Regions from separate parts of the Mus musculus genome. Here all the other regions are linked to region 1. A link is a contact called in public Hi-C and HiChIP or PLAC-seq data. All regions are on one chromosome and are shown on one strand. Each heading gives the region's core, a stretch centred on a gene start, on an enhancer-like site or on the middle of the called end of the contact. The rest is flanking DNA. Distances are from core to core; before and after follow the strand shown.

Region 1 (2,700 bases), core at 41-2,540:
CACCACCTCTGACCCCAAGCTCTCCCTACATCTGACCTCACCCTCCTAATCCTCCCACTCAAACCCCATAGTAACCTGCATAGGGGTCTCTCTGCCTCTGCCAAGTCAGGCTTGAAAACCTGAAGTCACAGGAGACAGCTACTCTCCTCAGAACCCTAAAGACACTGCAAGAGCAGTACCCCAATCCTCAGCACCTGGCTGCTCCCCTCTGAGCAACTCTCCTAATTCTGCATCCTGTCAGCTCGCTCCATCCCCACTGGCCTCTTAGCTCCTGCCTCAGGACCTTTGCACATGCCATTCTGTCTCTCAGCCATGGTCTCCCACAAGTGGCAGTATGGCTGGCTCCCATTTGCCACATAGGCTTCAGGTGAGCCATTGAGACCATGTCTGCCTAACATGGAACCCTCTTGCCACTCCAACCCTTGGCTTTGCTTCGTCTCTCTAGAACACCTTACCATTACCTGACAGACTCATATTTACATCTGTGTGGCTATACCCACTCATCAGCACCCTTAGAACGTGTGGGCTCGTCTTCTTTGCTAATGAATATAGAAACTTCTAGAACACCTCCTGGCACCAGGCAGGCTCTCAGTAAAGCACCATCAATTGATTGGTTGGGTGAATTAAAGGCTCTTGTCCTTAGTTTGAGTGAGGCATTTTAAACTGGGTTCCTGCCACAGGCAGACAAAAGCATTCCAGTACAGAATTCAGTTAAGATTTGCTTTAAACGTGGGCAGATGAACAGCTTAGCTTTGGCTGGGTTTAAGTGACATCTCCATAGCAGACGCGAGTGCACCTGCCCGGCTGAGTCCCAAGATTCTTATATATCCCTGTTCTCCTTGGATCCTCATGTAGTTTTGCAAGACACACGCGGTCCATGCTGCCTGCCCCTCACGTGACAGGGAACGTGAGTGTGGTCTGGCTAAACAGCAGAGCCCCTGTTGCTTTGTCCCCAGCCCACAGTTCTGTTTCTGCATTTCTATCCACAGTCTCACGGCTTCACCATGTGGCTCTCCCCAACAGCCCGAGGGGAACACAATGAAACCCTGTCGCTTGCAGTCTCTATTTATCTGGCATTTCCAATCCCCTCTCCTCGGAAAGCCAATAACATTCTGAATTTTTCCCACAAGAGATTGTGGGCTCTTTGGGAAGGAGAAAAACAAGCAGATGGTTCTCAGGAAACCGGATCTGTGCTGTGAGATCAAAATTTCCCCTTCTGTAAACCAGCCCTTTGCAGAACGTTCTTCAAACCGCGGACAACAGACCTTCATGTGCTCCAGCCTTAAGTGGCCACGGTATGCGGCAGACTCCTCTGCCAGCCCCTCGCTCCCAGCCAGAGCAGCTTGCCCTTCCTCAGCTAGTCCCCACAGGCCAAATTAGCTCTTGTTTAAGTTCCCTCCCCTTGCCAGCCCCCAGCGGACATGCGCAGGCTTATCTGTTTTCACACGTAATGGATCGAACAGCAGGGGCTTCTTGCTGGAAACTGTTTTCTAGGCTGCAAAAGGCTACAGAAAACCACGAAGCTGCTAACACAGTTCAGAACTTACTAATACACACTTGGCAGGAGCTGGCACAGGATACTGCCCCATGACCATGGAGAGGGACAGATGACAGCTCTCGGTGGTGGTAGTTTTAGGATTGGACCCCTTATCCGGGGACTTTCTGTATTGCTAGTTCTTTTTGATGAGGCTCAGAGATGCACAAGTGGCTTCTACATGAGGTCACAATGTCAAATACTATTGGGGCTCCCTACTGATTCCAAACTAGGATCTACAATAGACCTAAGTCCCATTTTTCTGGTGTTTGTTTGGGAAATCAGGATAATCTATTAAGGAGTAGCTTATGCTGCTTCGTAACCATAAACGATGAAACGGTTTTGTGGACTTTTAGCCACCCCACAGAATGCATCTTTGTAATGGGGAAAAAGGTTGTGTCTGTGCCCACAGTCATAAATCTGCTGTACTGAGCTGAGGCTCAGCTAGAGGTCATGGTCCCTTGCCCCTTGGCTCCGATGCCTTAACCATTGGTAACAGCCTGGTCTCTCTTGAGAGAAAAACAAACCTCAGCACTCAGCCTTGGTCTCAGTATGCCTTCATTTCTGTGGTCTTATTTTATATTGAGTGGTGGAATCCTCCGACTTTTATCCAGGCTGTCTTATTTGTTTGCTAATTTATTCACTTGTCGTTACAGGATTTCTGTAAGACTTGGGGGAATTTCACAGAAAGGAGAACTTAGAGCCCTCCTAGAGACAGGGTGGATGCAAGGTGGGGCTCCCAGGGGTGCAGAGAGACTCAGGGGTTCCCTGGCTTTCCCTTCTTAAGAGGATTTTGAAAGAGCTGAGAACAGAAGCCACCTGCATTATCTGATAACGGGTGTGTAATGGGTAGACGAGAGAAAACAGATGGGAAAGCGCAACTCAAATGGTGGAATGACAGGGGCAGGGCGGCTCGTTTGGTAAAACTCTTGCCCTGTAAGTATAAAGACCTGAGTTTGGTCCTCAGAACCTGGGTGGAAACACTGGTTGTTAATGTGCACTTAATGTCCTGCTCCAGGGAGGGGAGGGGAGGCCTGAGTCTGGCTGGCCAGCAGACTAACTTACTTAAGGAGCTCCGGGTAACGTAGAGACTTTGTTTTAAAGTAGGTAGATGGCTTTCCGGAGGATGGATTCCTAAGAGTTCTCTGGCTTGCACATGTGCATTT
Region 2 (2,700 bases), core at 144-2,643, 300 kb before region 1:
AATGCACTTTCTTAAGTCTAGCTAACACTCTGTGACCTCCAGTTGAACTAACAGGGCTGGTACTGGTACTCTGGATTTGAAGGGTCTTTCCCCAGAATCGTGATTTTAAATTTTGCTTATAGTTTCCTCTTCTCTCTAAGCCCCAAACTGATTTAATCAAGTTCTGTAGATCACTGGAAGAGATAAAGGCTGCCTTCTGCTATAAGCAACAGTTGTATAAGCAACCGTTGTTTCTAAGAAGTACTGAGAATTGCTCTATGGAGGAACTGATAACACAGTGCCTAGATGTTTGGGTGTTTCTCCTTCCCTTACCCTCTGCCCACCCCCACCTATTTTTTGCAAGCTCTACATCCTACAAAGCATTGACACTTGAAGTTGATAGGTCTATATCTAAGAAGTTAGTGTTTTCCTTACTTCTAGGTATTTTCAGAGATGGAAATCGAGTTTCTCTTCTGAATCCTAAGCTTTCCCAGACTGCTTGCTTTCCTGAGATTGGTAAGAACAACAACAAATACTTTGTTGTTTCTGATGTTAAGTTTCAGCCATCACAGCGCCTGCTTAGCCACTGAAACTAGAAGCCCCGCCCTGCAACTCTGCCAGGCCAAGAGTGGGATGCGACTGGCTGGAAGTGAGTCTGATGAGACCCTCAAGGTAACCACGGATGCTGTGGATGCTGTTCTTCAAAATGCTTGAGCCACCTCTTTTACTAAAGATGGGTGTTCTTTTGGGTTTTAGGTTTCTCTGCCATAAAAAGGAGAAACTCTCCAACAAACAGTTTAATCCCCCCTCCTCTTTTGCAAGATTTCATTCATACAGTGCTGTGAATGAATTTCTTACTGACTTTTTTTTTTTATATAGTCATTTGGGGGTCATAAGGGAAGGGAAATGTAAGTGATGCGCGCACGCGCGCGTGTGTATATGTCCTGAAGCATTTCTCTAGTGGTGGAGTGAGAGGACCCCAGGACGAAGGAATCAAAGGGAAAGCACCATCCGCCGCCGCCGAAGGATGCCGGCCTGGATTCTGCAGAGAGGAATCCCTCGGAGTCGTGCAGCTGCTGTCCAACCCCGGCCCCTCGAGACCCCAGAAAAGCTACGCTGAGCAAGTAGACTAGCCCCGACTGCGCCGCACCCACTGTGGACCTTCCGCACCCTACTCCGCAGGCTGCTCACTCAAGTCCCCAGTGTTCTGCAGGCGGGAGCGCTCCGTAGCCCTTGAGAGACCCAGACACCCGCGTCCTGGGCACCGGCGCCCTCCTGCCGGGAGCCCAGGGCAGGCAGTCGCTAGCGCGGTCTGGGCCCGGCTGGGAGGGGTTAGAGGCGGAGGCGGAGCTAGCTGGAGCCGGTGTCAGGTTGCTCCGGTAACGGTGACGTGCACGCGTGGGCGGAGCCATCACGCAGGTTGCATATTTTAGGAAGTGAGGAGGAGGCACGGGCTCGAGCTGCGGCTGGGTCTGGGGCGCGGAGCCTCGGCGGGAGGAGGCGGACACGTGGCAGCGGCGGCAGCAGCGGCGGCAGCAGCGGCGGCCTCGGTCCGGGGCGCCGGCCGTCCTCCCTCTTTCCTCCCGCGGCAGCCCTAGTTCCCGCCTCTCGGCTCCCCCGGCTCCGCTCTCCCGGCCGGGAGCTGCTCTCTTCTCTTTCTAGTCTCCAGCAACAGGACCCGGCGCGGGGCCCGCAGCGCCGCCACCATGGGGAAGGGGGTGAGTGTCTGGCGAGCCCGGGCCCCGGGCGGGGGCGCGGGAGGAAGCGGCTTAGAGACCGGGCTCTCGGCAATGGAGGGGCGGGTGCTGAGCGCGGGCAGCGGCCCGGGAGGAGGAGCACCCGGGGCGGCATCTCTGAGCCGGGCGCCTGCCCTGCCTGAGCCCTCTGGTCGCCTTCACCGCGCGCCTTGCGCTTCCTTTCTCCCTCCTCCCACCGTGCCCAGGGGAAGGAGCGCTCCTCCCCTTCCCCCGGGGAGCTCCGACAGGGCCCCCTCGCGGTGGCGGTCCTCGCCGCGGCCCGGCGCCGGCGAGGGCAGCCTCCGGGTCGAGACTCCCTTCTCCTGGAGGCGCTGGGGCTCGGCCAGCTCCCCGCAGAGGCGACCGCCCTCCCCCAAAGGAAAAAAACTGGCTTCCCCTTAGGCCGAACCAGCCCAGCGAAGCTGGTGCCAGAAAGGGTGTGACTTCACAGCCCAAAGATAGCCTTTAAGGTATACTTTTGAGAGCTTTAAAATGGGCCACTGTCCATAACAGGATGTGCCTTTGGTAACTGGTGTTATCGTCTTAACGACGGGGAGGGGTGTGTTGTTTTATGTCGGAGCACAATTCTTAAATGGGGCCAGGCTGACCCTTCAGGGCCGCAGGGTACTGTCAATCTAACAAAGGACTGGAGACTGGGCAGTTGATGGTGTTAGAAAAGCCATGCGGGTTTCCTGCACTGCTGTCTCACCCGAGAGCGGTTCCCGAAGAGAATGAGGGAATCGGGCACGAACAACACTGAGTTCCCACCTCGGTTACTGCTGTCCACCTCGGAAGAGTTAGTTCTTGACCTCAAAGTAGCAGATTAAAAACTTAAAAAAATAACCCTGAAAATATCAGTTCCTAGCTTGAAAAAGCACCAGTCATGAGAATACAGGTGGGAGAGTCCATTCCACCCTTTTCAGGGCTGACCAAGCAGACAAGCTGTAGACACTGCAGGTCCTAAGGCACCCGGGTATATACTGGA
Region 3 (2,700 bases), core at 104-2,603, 300 kb after region 1:
TTCAGGTGCAGCGGCGACACCCTCAGAGTCACATTTAGAAGGTTCCCATTGAGTGGAGCAGTGAAGCTGAGGTGAAGGGAGGCTGACAGAGCAGGGTGAGCTACATGAAACTGTAGCCAAGATGAGGGGAGATGGAGGCCTGAGCTCGGGCGGTGCTAGTGAGAAGGAGGGACGAGTGAACAGTCAAGTGTTTGGAGGTTGCTAGCTAGCTAGACATCTGTGGTCAGTGAGTGAGCAGAAGAGGCAAATCAGTATTGGGGCTTGGGTGGATCACGAGACCGTTTACCAAGCAAAACCAAACCCAGGCTTAGAGCGGGAGATTTTTCTGATATGTGCAAGTTGAGCTGGACCGCAACTCAAAAAGAGTTTCTAAGAAGCGTTTATCTGGGAAATAGTGGGAATTCCAAGGGTGACCCACACCTAACTTGTACACTAGGAGATATCAATGTATGGCCAGTAATGATGCTCAGGGGAGGACCCCCGAGGTAAAGTGCCAGGCATCAGTGGGTATCAGGTATCAGTGGGTATCAGGAGGTGAGAGAAACTCAAGAGAGGGAAAAGTACAATAGGCTGCTTAAGATAAGAATGGGAGATGCCTCAGGGCTTAAAAAAAAAAACAGCTGTGTAACCATGGTAACTAGAGTTCAGGTCCTAGGACCCCTGCAACAAGCCAGGCATGACCTCATATGCACGTGTGATTCTATTGGTGACAAAGTAGGAAAGCTCTCTGGGGTTTGCTGGTTGCCAGCCTAGGCAAAAAGTAACATGAGCTACAGGAGAGACCCTGACTCAAGAGGACAAGGCAGAGGCACACACAGAGAGAGAGAGAGAGAGAGAGAGAGAGAGAGAGAAAGAGAGAGGGAGAAAGAGAGAGAGAGAGAGAGAGAGAGAGAGAGAGAGAGAGAGACAGAGACAGAGACAGAGACAGAGACAGAGACAGACAGAGAGACAGCGACAGAGAGAATGGGAACATCTTCACTGGATCTAACATGGTAAAGGCAGAAAAGCTATATGAAAGTCAGCCTGAGGAGGCTGAAGAGTGAGGAAGCTGACAGGCTAGGTGTAAGGTAATTTCTCAAGAGCTGTAAAGGTCAGGAGAGAAAACCAGAAGAAATGGCAGGGAACATTGATACATGAGGTTTAATTATTTGTCCTGCTTGAGGTTCAAGTCGGTAGGCTCGGGGGCATGTTTACAGTACACAGAGGAAGAGGCAGCAGGGTTGGATGGAGATGCAGTCCTGACAGCGGCCCAGCATCTCCTCCTAATATCCTTCCTGGTCTGCATCTGAGCCCTTGTGGTTCTCCGTCATCACCCTGCAGCTACCTGTACCATACAGATCACCACTAGGGGGCACCCAAGACAGGCACAGATGTTTGCTGGCGTTGACTCAGTTGACTCCTGCTGACTGCCAGCTCTGCATGTTGGTAGACTCCAAATCAAAGACAGCTTATAACGGCTCCTCACTTCACCACCTCCCCTATTTGGCCACACCAGATGGGGTTAGCTTTAGAACTCCACGAAAGAGCCATGGATCACGTGGCTTGAGTGGAGGCAGAGCAGACATATCCTGGACCTAGTTCCTCCCTCCCCCCACCCCCAACTGTCTCTTTACAGTGACTCTCTAAGGTGAGTGCTATAAGGCTGAGCCTTTTTGTCTCACCTCAGATCCTAAGTACAAATGTGTTGCCTGGTTTTTTTTTTTTTTTTTTTTTTGTTTGTTTTTTTTCTGAGTTAAGGTTTCATGCTCCCAGGCTGTTTGAACACATGCTATGTAGGATAATCGTGAACTTGTGATCTTTCTGCCTCTACCTCCTCAGTGCTAGGATTACACATCTGCCCTATCACAGCATACATATATACACATATATACACAGCACACATAGACAACACGAGGGTTCAGACCCAGATTTTTGTGCATGCATGCCAGACAAACGCCTTACCTAAATGTTGTGTTCTGAAAAATTGTCTTGATGCAGTGGTAGGCCAGACCACTGTATCTCTGTTTTTATTTAGATAAGAATTTATTAAGGAATGGATTCTTAAAGGAGGCATGCATTCCTCCCACACTGGAGTTTCTAGAGAGGCCATTTGTTTCTTCTCCTCGGCATACTCAACAAGGTCTGGCACGAGGCACTGAGCTAACACTTGAGAGAATGAACAAGCACTCCTTCAATTAGGTTAAAACAGGAAGCTGTCAGGGGCCGCCTACACTTGCTGCAGAGATCCAAACCCCACTTTTAGTTCTTGGCAGGAGCCAGATCTCTCAAGTGACCTCATATGGCCCAAGTTCTGAATGGAGGTAGAGAGAGGCTGAAAACACCTCTCTCTCTCTCTCTCTCTCTCTCTCTCTCTCTCTCTCTCTCTCTCTCAAGTCAGCATTTCCTCAGAAATGTCCAAAAGCAAAGCTCTTCCTGGTGTGCCTGGACATGGGCAGAAGGAAGCAACTTCTAAACGATTGCTCAAGACGAAGTGAGTTCATTACGTCTTTGGCTCCATTCTGCAGGCCTTGTTCTTTGAGTCTGGGGCACTTAGTCGGATTGATTCAAAATGCCAAACTGTAATGGTTTCGTGTGTCACCAGCTCTCTTCCAAATCTGGGTGAGAGGCAGATGGTGGGAAATGGGCACCGCAGGATCCGGAGCAACCAGTGCCCTCCCCTGAGAGGTCATTTAGAAGCACCAGAGCTGACAGTGGCTCACA

Evidence for each region. Hi-C and Micro-C count contacts between places; a contact is called where the count stands out from the background. HiChIP or PLAC-seq counts read pairs in DNA pulled down with a chosen protein or histone mark.
Region 2: a contact with region 1 is called in a Hi-C map of the N1E-115 cell line, with 5 times the contacts expected there. The contact joins the promoter of Atp1a1 here to the enhancer-like site in region 1. A contact is called at or near these places in 2 of 39 promoter capture datasets (hippocampal neurons and pre-B cells), 10 of 484 Hi-C or Micro-C datasets (the G1E-ER4 cell line, the N1E-115 cell line, cerebellar granule neurons and 7 more), 2 of 115 datasets of contacts at active chromatin or transcription factors (the SCID.adh cell line and microglia) and 1 of 9 other capture datasets (embryonic stem cells).
Region 3: an H3K4me3 HiChIP or PLAC-seq map of the SCID.adh cell line shows a contact between it and region 1, with 13 read pairs. The contact joins two enhancer-like sites. A contact is called at or near these places in 1 of 39 promoter capture datasets (hematopoietic stem and progenitor cells), 4 of 15 datasets of contacts at CTCF or cohesin (CD8 T cells, the NIH/3T3 cell line, embryonic stem cells and 1 more), 30 of 484 Hi-C or Micro-C datasets (the 3T3-L1 cell line, 3T3-L1-derived adipocytes, the C10 cell line and 17 more), 19 of 115 datasets of contacts at active chromatin or transcription factors (CD8 T cells, the SCID.adh cell line, a beta-TC-6 cell line and 12 more) and 4 of 9 other capture datasets (adipose tissue, embryonic trunk, liver and 1 more).

What each region holds. Positions count from the first base shown.
Region 1 is chr3:101,299,076-101,301,775 of GRCm38.p6, reverse strand. No RefSeq gene overlaps it. Among named protein-coding and RNA genes, the nearest start is that of Gm32803, 3.8 kb to the right of the region's middle. Within about 2 kb of position 1,290, at least 80 of the 459 cell types and tissues checked have an H3K27ac peak or open chromatin away from gene starts, as enhancers often do. A contact at or near this core is called in CD8 T cells, the N1E-115 cell line, the SCID.adh cell line and 7 more, where this site is marked.
Region 2 is chr3:101,603,400-101,606,099 of GRCm38.p6, reverse strand. Atp1a1 (ATPase, Na+/K+ transporting, alpha 1 polypeptide) reads left to right here and starts at 1,393. Exons shown (of 23, transcript NM_144900.2): 1 at 1,393-1,697. The coding sequence starts at 1,686.
Region 3 is chr3:100,997,849-101,000,548 of GRCm38.p6, reverse strand. The region is part of intron 8 of Cd101 (CD101 antigen); the gene reads left to right. Among named protein-coding and RNA genes, the nearest start is that of Ttf2, 30 kb to the right of the region's middle. Within about 2 kb of position 1,353, at least 59 of the 459 cell types and tissues checked have an H3K27ac peak or open chromatin away from gene starts, as enhancers often do. A contact at or near this core is called in CD8 T cells, the SCID.adh cell line, adipose tissue and 2 more, where this site is marked.